Regions from separate parts of the Callithrix jacchus genome. Here region 2 is linked to region 1. Evidence: chromatin contacts called from public Hi-C data. All regions are on one chromosome and are shown on one strand. The core of a region is the stretch at or near the end of the contact, and the rest is flanking DNA. Distances in the headings are between cores, read along the strand shown. Region 1 holds the start of NHEJ1 (non-homologous end joining factor 1). Region 2 has its middle 25 kb from the start of RESP18.

The links. Hi-C and Micro-C count contacts between places; a contact is called where the count stands out from the background.
Region 2: a Hi-C map of skeletal muscle shows a contact between it and region 1, with 6 times the contacts expected there. The contact joins the enhancer-like site here to the promoter of NHEJ1 in region 1. A contact is called at or near these places in 2 of 3 Hi-C or Micro-C datasets (induced pluripotent stem cells and skeletal muscle).

Annotation. Positions count from the first base shown.
Region 1 is chr6:140,902,332-140,907,067 of calJac240_pri, forward strand. It overlaps NHEJ1 (non-homologous end joining factor 1), which reads right to left and starts at 2,133. Exons shown (of 8, transcript XM_035305793.3): 1 at 1,855-2,133. SLC23A3 (solute carrier family 23 member 3) reads right to left here. Exons shown (of 10, transcript XM_035305786.3): 9 at 3,592-3,687; 10 at 2,956-3,497. The coding sequence ends at 3,202.
Region 2 is chr6:141,101,492-141,106,229 of calJac240_pri, forward strand. No RefSeq gene overlaps it. Among named protein-coding and RNA genes, the nearest start is that of RESP18, 25 kb to the left of the region's middle. Within about 2 kb of position 2,845, at least 2 of the 16 cell types and tissues checked have an H3K27ac peak or open chromatin away from gene starts, as enhancers often do. A contact at or near this core is called in skeletal muscle, where this site is marked.

The DNA of each region.
Region 1 (4,736 bases), core at 883-3,382:
TCACTGCAACCTCTGACTCTGAAATCCTGGGTTTTCTGTTGCCTCAACTTCCCCAGTAGTTGGGATTACAGGCGACTGCCACAATGCCTGGCTAATTTTTTTTGTATTTTTAGTAGAGAAGGGGTTTCTTCAGGTTGGCCAGGCTGTTCTCAAACTCCTGACCTCAGGTGATCTGCCTGCCTCGGACTCCCAAAATGCTGGGACTACAAGCATGAGCCACCACGCCTGTCCCAAAACAGAGATTCTTAATCTACAGTCAATGCATGTGAATCCTCTAGAATTATATGAAAATGTTGTGCATACATGCATATATGCATGGGGAGGAGGAAGAGGTCTATAGCTATCATCAAACTCTCAAAAGGATCAAAGACACAAAAAAGAGCTAAGAACCTGTGTCCAGGAGCAACGGAAAAGACCTAAATTCCATTTCAACAAGAATCAGATTGACTAGGAAATCATGACTACAAGGCAGAGCACATCACAGAGGTAAAGACTGAGTTAACTTCCACAGAACTCATCCTCCACATTCCCACTCCAGTGCACGGCCACCAATGACATCATACCCAGCTGCACAGCCTGGAGCCCCCTTCGCCAGCAGCTAAAGTAGTAGGCTTAACCTAGTAGACAAACAGAACTATGGCTGCTTGACAGAGAATATGATTATTTTTCCTGTGGCGGAGAAAAAAAAGATGACAGTTTCCTTCATTATTCCAGCCTCCAAATACAAAATGAGGGGAGGTACCAGGAAGGAAAAATTTAGAATATAAATAATGAAATTCTTTATTAAGTCTGATTAACACAGTCATTTCCATCTCAGTCTATACCATCATTCTTTAAAACATAACCTAGCTTTTGAAATGTGGCTTTGAGACTTGTGATATAAATATGTGTGTGTGTGTGCGTATGTACGCACACACACACACATATATATGGTGATTTTTATTTGTGGCAGCCTCGAAACCTTGAGTTTGGAGACCAGTGTTTCCGTCACATTTCCCACACCCTGCTCTTACGGGGACCGAAGGGGTCATGGATGATTAAGCTGGTCCTAGCTGGACAAGAGCTCCACATTGCCAAAGGTCACAAACGCAAATAAAGCCGCCAAATCCTTTTATCTCCTTTACAGGCACTCCCCAGTGTACTCTAAGAGATGCCAAAATTGGGTTTACTATTCTAGCCCATTCCTTCGGAAAGCCCGGAAACTCAGAACCCTCAAATTGATGGGTTTTGTTTGTTTGTTGGCTAAAGGGGGAGGAGTTGAAACTGTGGCCAGGAGTAAGTGGCCCTATAAAAAGGCCTGATGTTACATTGGGCACCAGACCCCGGCTGCCTGCTCCCACCATACGCGCGTCCCGTTCTGCGTCCGAGGCCTCTATATTTCACCCTTTTCTTTTTTCCTTCAAGGCTGCCTTTAACTTTCACCTTAACTAGATTCACGGGTTTAGTTCTCTTGAGAGGAGGAGCGCTGAGGGGCATCCTGGTGGAGGGGTCCCTTGAGAACTGCTTATCTGCACCGAGTTACGCTCCTCAGCCGAGACTCCTCTGGGCAGTTCCTCCGACGCCCTGCAGAGGGCAGTAGGGCCCCAGAGAGCATCCAGGCTGGGCCCCGCCCAGTCCCCGTGGGAGAGCGCGAACCCTCGGTCCCAGCATCACAAGCCCCACAAGCCGCCGGGCGTCCCGCTTCAATCCGCCCCGGCTAGAAGAGCCTTCGCCGTCCGCCTTCCCATTTCTACAGCACTGGCTGCACTGGGGCGTGGTCGGGACCCTTCAAGGGGCAACAAAGCCGGCCACCCGCGGCTTTGTCGCACCAAACAGGGTGCCAAGGAATAACCTCACTTCCACCCCACTACTCACGCCGGGCCGCAGCCGGCGGACTGCGCATGCGCGGCTCCGCCCACCACCGGAGGCCTGCCCGGGTCCCCAGCAGCGCGCGTTCCCTCCTGGGAGAAAGCGCTCGAGCCAGGCCAAACCCGCAGCGTCTCTGAGCGGCCCCTCGCTGGCTTGCTCCGGCGGGGACTCCAGCACGATCCCACCTACCGTCAGCGGCCACGAGAGCTCCCACCCTCCTCGCCGCACGCACGCGCTCCTGTCCGCCCGCGCAAACCGAAAAGCCTAGAATAGAGGCCGATCCCCACCCCCCCACAAGAGGAGGCAGGGTTTTGGAACACAGGGGCAGGGCCTATGCCTGGCGTGGGCGGGGCTTCGGGGCCGGGGATGCTGATGAGAGACGAGCACCACAGTGGCCTGGGTAACTAACTAACGAGACCGGATGGCCAGCTAGTAGTCACGCTGGCAGAGTAGAAAGAATAGCGGGCTAGACGCTAGAGAGGGAAGCCCAGGTTTGGGTTCGTCAAACTCGAGTCACTTCTCTTCACTCCCCTACCTGTCCAGTCTCCTTTTAACAAAATGAAAGGATTGAACTTCAAGAACCTCTCAGGTCCTCCACCAGCACTAGAGTTGTTGAAGGAAGGCGCCTCCCAGGCATAAGTCCCGTAGTCTGAAATCATCCTTTACCTCTCCTGCCTCATTTCTCTATCATTCCCTTACTTATGCTCCCTCACTACTGAGAAATTTCAAATGCCTCAGACTTTGTACAAGTCACAGCTTTGCTCAAGCTGGACCCTGAACCTAAAAAATTCTCTACATCCATTTTCCAAAACCAAAAATCTTCCCCACTTGTCAAGGCCACCCTCAGTGCTGCTTCTTGCATAAAGCATTTCCCACTGTCCCCAATCAGAATTCATTATCCCTTTCTCTTTGCTCCCACAGCACTATTTTAATCTATTACATACTGCTTTCTGCTTTGCATTTTTGTAATTACACAGGTCTTTTTAAACCGTAAATGCCTTAAGAGGGCATGGACCCTGTCTTATCTATAAGACAGGAGATGCTCATGGAGATTGCACGTGGGAATGCTCAGTAAGTATTCAAGTGAATGCTGGGGTTCAAGTGGCATTGATAGTACACAGGCAAAATCTCATTCATTTATGGTCCACTAAATCATGGCCTTTGCTCTGGAACAGTTAGGCTTAATTAAGACAAGTAAAGGCAACCCACCCTATTGGGAAATGGAATCTCTAGGTGGGCCCATGTAATACAAACACATATACCCTCTGCCTATGAGAAAGAACAGCTTGGAGCTGACTCTCCAGCAGATGAGAGTTAGGGCTAAACTACCCAGGGCAGAAGTAGGACTGCTGGTCATTTCTGGGACCTAAATCCTTCTCTACTAGATTCAGGGCATGGCTCCCCGGAGCCAGGCAGCAGGTCTGCCATCTCTTCTGGCTCGGAGGAGCCTCCTTCCTCATCCCCAGGGTCTTCAGGCAGTGGGCAGAGGCAGCGGAGAGGCTGGGGGATGCAGAGACACAGGTTTTGGATGTGGAAAGGAAGTCTGTACACTTGAGCAGCCTTCTCCCTGGACTTCTGAGGCATTCGAGCTTCTTGGGCAGTGAAAGGAGATGGCAGCCCTTGACTTAGGCCTCGCTCAAGCTGTGTGCCTGCAAAAGAGAGGTTTGTCAGGTCATTGCCCAACCCAGGGAGTGATGACTTTCTGGGCATTTCCCAGTCTGCTAGGGCCTGGCCTCAACTTACCAGGAATCGTGTTCTCTAGTAGGAAGCCTGAGAGTCCAGCCAGGAAGATGGGCTGTGTCAGCAGTGAATGCAGTAATACATCCAAGGGGCTCCAGCCTATGATGGGTTGGGGCCAGGCAGGAAGGAAACTCTGATTCGATATCCAGGCCCAGGAATCTTACCCTCGCAAATGTAAACCTAAGCCTTGGACTAAGGACAGATCTTTCTGAATTGTCATTTCATCCCTTTCACCCTTTGTCTCACCATTCTCCACTTTCCAAATCCAGGCCTTTCCCACAGGGTTTCTGCTCAACACCCTATGTTCCGATCATCCACATACCCTCCATATATGCTTTGACTGCTCCAGGCTCCCTTTCTCTAGAAAGCTTAGTATTTAAGTGGCAACCTCTCATCGCTCTTTTTTTTTCTTTTTTTTTTTTTTAATTTTATACAGAGTCTTGCTCTGTCGCCAGGTCCCAGGCTGGAGTGCAGTGGCGTGATCTTGACTCACTGCAACCTTCGCCTCCCAGGTTCAAGCAATCCTCCTGCCTCAGCCTCCCAAATAGCTGGGACTACAGGCAGGTGCCACCACGCCCAGCTACTTTTTATATTTTAGTATAGACAGGGTTTCACCATGTTGGCCAGGATGGTCTCAATTTCTTGACCTCGTGATCCGCCCGCCTCGGACTCTTAAAGTACTGGGATTACAGGTGTGAGCCACCATGCCCGGCTTCATCTCCCATTTTTTTTCCCTCTATGCTCTATCCTGGGTTTTTCAACCTCAGTCCTACTGATATTTTGAACCAGATAATTCTTTGTTGGGGGTACTGGTGCAGGGGTATGTCCTGTTCATTGTAGGATGTTTAGCAGCATCTTTCTATGTACTAAACACTAGTAACAACCCCCCCGCCTTCCTCCATTTGTAACAGCCCAAAATGCCTCCAGACATTGCCAAATGTCCCCATGGGGGCAAAATCACCCAGTTGAGAACTAATGCTCTAGACAAATTAAGCAATTTACTGCTCTCGGGACATATCCTAAGACTTCCTACTTCTGTATCTTTGTATAAATGATGGTTCCTCCATCAGGAGTGACCTTCTTCTCACCAAAGATGTCTAAAACTTACCATCCTTCGTGACCAGCTCTGTTACTGGCTCACCTCAAAC
Region 2 (4,738 bases), core at 1,595-4,094, 200 kb after region 1:
GCACTGCAGCCTGGGCAACACAGCGAGACTCTCTCAAAACAAAACAAACAAACAAAAAACCACAATGAGACACCCTTCACACACACTAGAGTGGCTACAATCAACAGAATGGTTAATAACAAGCGTTGGTGAGGATGTGCAGAAATTAGAATGTTTCTGTGCTGCTACTGGGAATGCAAAGCAGTGCAGCTGCTGTGGAAATAGTCTGGCAGTTTCTCAAAATATTAAACAGACTGGGCGCGGTGGCTCATGCCTGTAATCTCAACACTCTGGGAGGCTGAAGTGGGTGGATCATCTGAGGTCAGGAGTTTGAGACCACCCTGCCAATACGGTGAAACCCCTGAAATACGAAATACTGAAAATACAAAAATTACCCAAGCATGGCAGTGCATGCCTGTAGTCCCAGCTACTTGGGAGGCTGAGGCAGGAGAATTGCTTGAACCTGGGAAGCAGTGGTTGCAGCGAGCCAAGATCGCACCATTGCACTCCAGCCTGGGTAACAGAGCAAGCCTCCATTTCAAGAAGAAAAAAAAAGTTAAACAATCCAGTGACCATATGACCCAGCAAGTTCCTCCTAAATATATATTTAAGAGAAATGAAAACAGATATCCACACAAAAACTTGTATGTGAATTTCATAGCTGTATTATTTGTAATAGCTACAAAGTAGAAACAACTCAAATGTTCATCAATTGACGAATGGCGAAGTAAGGTATTCATACAATGTGAATACTCTTATATACTCATACAGTGGGAATATGCTTCATCAATTACCAGAAAAGAAGTGCTGATACTCGCTACCACACGGAATAACCCTGGAAATATTATGCTAAATGCAAGAAGCCACATGCTGTGTGACTCCATTTATAAGAAATGTGCAGAGTAGGAAAAGCCATAGAGACAGGAAGTACGTTGGTGGCTGCCTCAGGCTGAGGAGGGTGGCTGGAGGCGGGAATGGGAAGTGACTGTTAATGGGCGCAGTTTTCTTTTTGGGGTAATGAAAATATTCCAAAATTGATTGTGGTGCTGGTTGCACAACTCTGTGAATACACTAAAAACCATTTTAAATGGGTGAGTTATATGTCTATAATGTTGTTATTTAAAAATCACTAATAACTTCAGTTTAACAAAATGGAAGCACAGCTTTCCCCAAACTTTAGTTATTTGAGAATCACCACCATGATCTTTGTGCCATTGTGCTGTTACTGGCTTACCCTCCTTTTTTTTTTTTGAGGCAGAGTCTCCCTCTGTTGTTGGAGTGCAATGGCGCGATCTCAGCTCACTGCAACCTCTGACTCTTGGGTTCGAGCGATCCTCCTGCCTCAGTAGATGGGACTACAGGTGCGTGCCACCATGTCCAGCTAATTTTTTGTATTTTTAGTAGAGACCAGATTTCACCGTCTTAGCCAGGTGGGTGTTGATCTCCTGACCTCGTGATCCACCTGCCTCGGCCTCCCAAAGTGCTGGGACTACAGGCCTGAGCCACTGTGCCCAGCCTGGTTTACTCAGGTTGATGATTATGCTTTTTATTTAAGTGAAATTATTTTAATTTAATTAATTAATTTAGTTAGAGACAGGGTCTTAATCTGTCACCCAGGCTGGAGGGCAGTGGCACAAGCTCTGCTCACTGCAACCTCCGCTTCCTGGGTTCAAGCAATTCTCATTTCTCAGCCTCTAAAGCAACTGGGAGTACAGTCGCGCGCCGCCTTGCCTGGCTGATTTTTGTATTTTTAGTAGAGATGGGGTTTCACCATGTTGGCCAGGCTGATCTCGAACTCCTGATCTCAAGAGATCCGCCTGCTTCGATCTCCCAGAATGCTTTGATTGTAGGTGTGAGCCACCATAGCCAGCAAAGGGAAATTATTTTAAAGGGCAACTTTGCTACTGTAAATGGGAAACCCGGTGTTTCTTGGCATAAGTAGAAGCTAATTATAAAAAATGAAGACAAACTCCAGAGAAAGAGAGAGAAGATATAAATATATAGACAGAGACCCCAGCACCCTACCCTTGGGGAGGGACTTCAGGACTGAGGCAGTGCCAGGACTGACAGGTAAAGGGCGACCTTGGGCTCCGCCTCTGCTGTCATCAGCGCTGAAGCCCTGGGCCAATACCCGGGGTTTGGTCTGGAAGTGGCTCCCTAAGGCGAGAGTCGATCGCGGGAAGAGCACCCAGGCATCCGCCCAGGCGTGACCCTCTGCCCGCCAGGCACCCTGCCCACACACCGCGCCTCAGGAAGCCCCCCGCGTTGGTGTCCAAGCTTGATCACCAGGTAGAGGAACCCATGGCCATTGGGTGGGGGGCATGAAAGTCCGGAGTAGGCTAGGATTCCCCCCAATCCTCTGCTGCGCCCTCCCCAAGCCGCCTCCCCAGGCCGAAGGGAGTCCCCGGCCGGAACTTGGCTCTTCCGGAGGTCGGGACTGGAGCTAGCAGTCCGGGCTCCTTCTGCCGGAGATGCCAACCCCCCAGCGCCGAGCACCTCGCCCTGACGCCTCAGTGTGCCTCGTTTCTCCCAGGGCTGCAAGTCTCGGCTCTCGATCCCTTGGGCGCTCCCTCCTGCCAAACTCCAAATTGGTCTGGAGCCCACTCCTTCTAGCTCCCACCCCATCTTCCGACGTTTAAGCCCCTGCCTCCAAGACGCCTTCCAGCTTTGTCTCCCCACCCCGCACACTTTCCCAGCTTCTGAGCAGTGTGCACCACCATCCCGCAGCCCCCCCTTGGGATCGCCCTTGCCCTTCCCCCAGTTTTCCTCCTGACTTTGGGACTAATGGCGTCCCTGTCTCCCGGGAGTCAGCAGCTGGAAGCAGAGAATCAGACGCATCCCGGCTGCGCCCTACGCTGGGGCCCCCGCATCTTACTGGGCGCGCGCTGCCCCGCCTGCACTGTGGCGGCTGCTGCCCGAGCCGGGCGAGACGGCCCTGCGCGCTCCTTTCTCGGCAGCGCGGCCAGTCGCGGGCCCGGGCAGCAAGGTCCTCAACCCTCGCTCTCCCCTGTCTTGGCGTCAGAGTCCTGCTTTTAAGACTGGGCTGTCGCCTGAATATGGTCCACCCGTATCTAGAATCCCAACCCCCTACGCCCCTACACACACACACACACACACACACACACACACACACACGTACGCACGCACACAGAATTGCCTTCCCTCGCACCCCCACTTCTTATCACCAAGGGTTAACGATGGGGATGGGGGGGGCTTGATAAAATCCAGCATTGCCTATTGACAAATGGCACTGGGTGTCCTTGAGAAATGTTGCTTACTTGTTAAAATGGTGTGCTAGGACCGGGTGGGGTGGCTCACGCCTGTAATTCCAGTATTTTGGGAGGCTGAGGTGGGAGGATCGCTTGAATCCAGGAGTCTGAGACCAGCCTGGGCAACATAGTGAGACCTCATCTCCAGAAAAAATAATAAAAATTATCTGGGTGTGGTGTGCGCCTGTGGTCCCAGCTACTTGGGAGGCTGAGATGGGAGAATCATGTGAGTCAGGGAGGTTGAGGCTGCAGTGAGCCGCGATCCTATACTCCAGCCTGGGCGACAGAGCAAGACCCTGTCTCTTTCCCTACACATCTCCCCACAAAAAAGAGTGTGCTGGAGCCAAATCCAAGTACCTGCAGGCAGTTTTTTGCTTCCTCCGTGCCCCAGTTCCCTCATTTGTAAAGTGAGTTTGACAGCAGCATCTAGCTTATGGCGTTCTTAGAAGAATTAATAAGCTTAACACCTTTGAAGGATTTAGAAATATGATGGGACCAGCACATCATAAGCACATATCATAAGCACTCAATTAACATTGGCTGTTACTGTTCTCTTTGATGCTCCCTCTCTGTCAGTAGCATCTCCTATGCATTGTTCAGATTTCTCCCTGCAAAAATTTTCTCCTACAGTTTACATTTTTTTCCAGACCCAATGCCACTGCCCTTGTTCAAACCACCATCGTCTTTATTTTGTTTTAGTTTTTAAATTTTTAATAGAGACAAGATTCTGCTATGTTGCCTAGGCTGGTTTCAAACTCCTGGGCTCAAGTGAACCACCTTCGTCGACCTTACGAAGTGCTGAGATCACAGGCGTGAGCCACCATGCCTGGCTGGCCATCATCTTTCACCTGTCTCTGAAATTGCATCTTAGTTGCCTGGAGTAACTCATGACGTGGGGTGTGTTCTAGAGCCTGGGATTGTGTCTTGCACACTGTAGGCGCTCAGTAATTCTTGTTGAATATTTGTTTTCCACTCTTGCCTCCCTATAGTCTCTTAAGCACCAGGAGAAGCTTTCTAAAATATAAATTAAAGCATGTTGCTCCCTTGCTAAACACTGTCCAGTGGACCACCTCCTTTGCGCTTTCGAATAAATGCTGAATTCCCGACCATGGTCTTCGAGCCCCAGCATGACCTAGCCTTGCCTCCCTCTCCAGCCTCATTTCCTTCCCTCCTCTTGCTCTCCCCGTTCCCAGCCTCCTTTCCATTCTTTGAACACCTGAGTCCTTCTCAAAGTCCATTTCTGCTTCTCCCCAATCTCCATTGTTATCTCTTTCTTTTGGTATAAATCCCCCCTCCTCAAGTAGTTTCTGATCCCTAGGAATGGCTATCACTTCATTACCTCCATGACACTTACCACTGTTCATGACTTCTTCCTTTGTTTTTTTTTGTTTTGATAAGGAGTTTGCTCTGTTGCCTGCCCAAGCTGGAGGGCAACGGTGATCTTGGCTCACTGCAACCTTCACCTCCCGGATTCAAGTGATTCTCCTGCC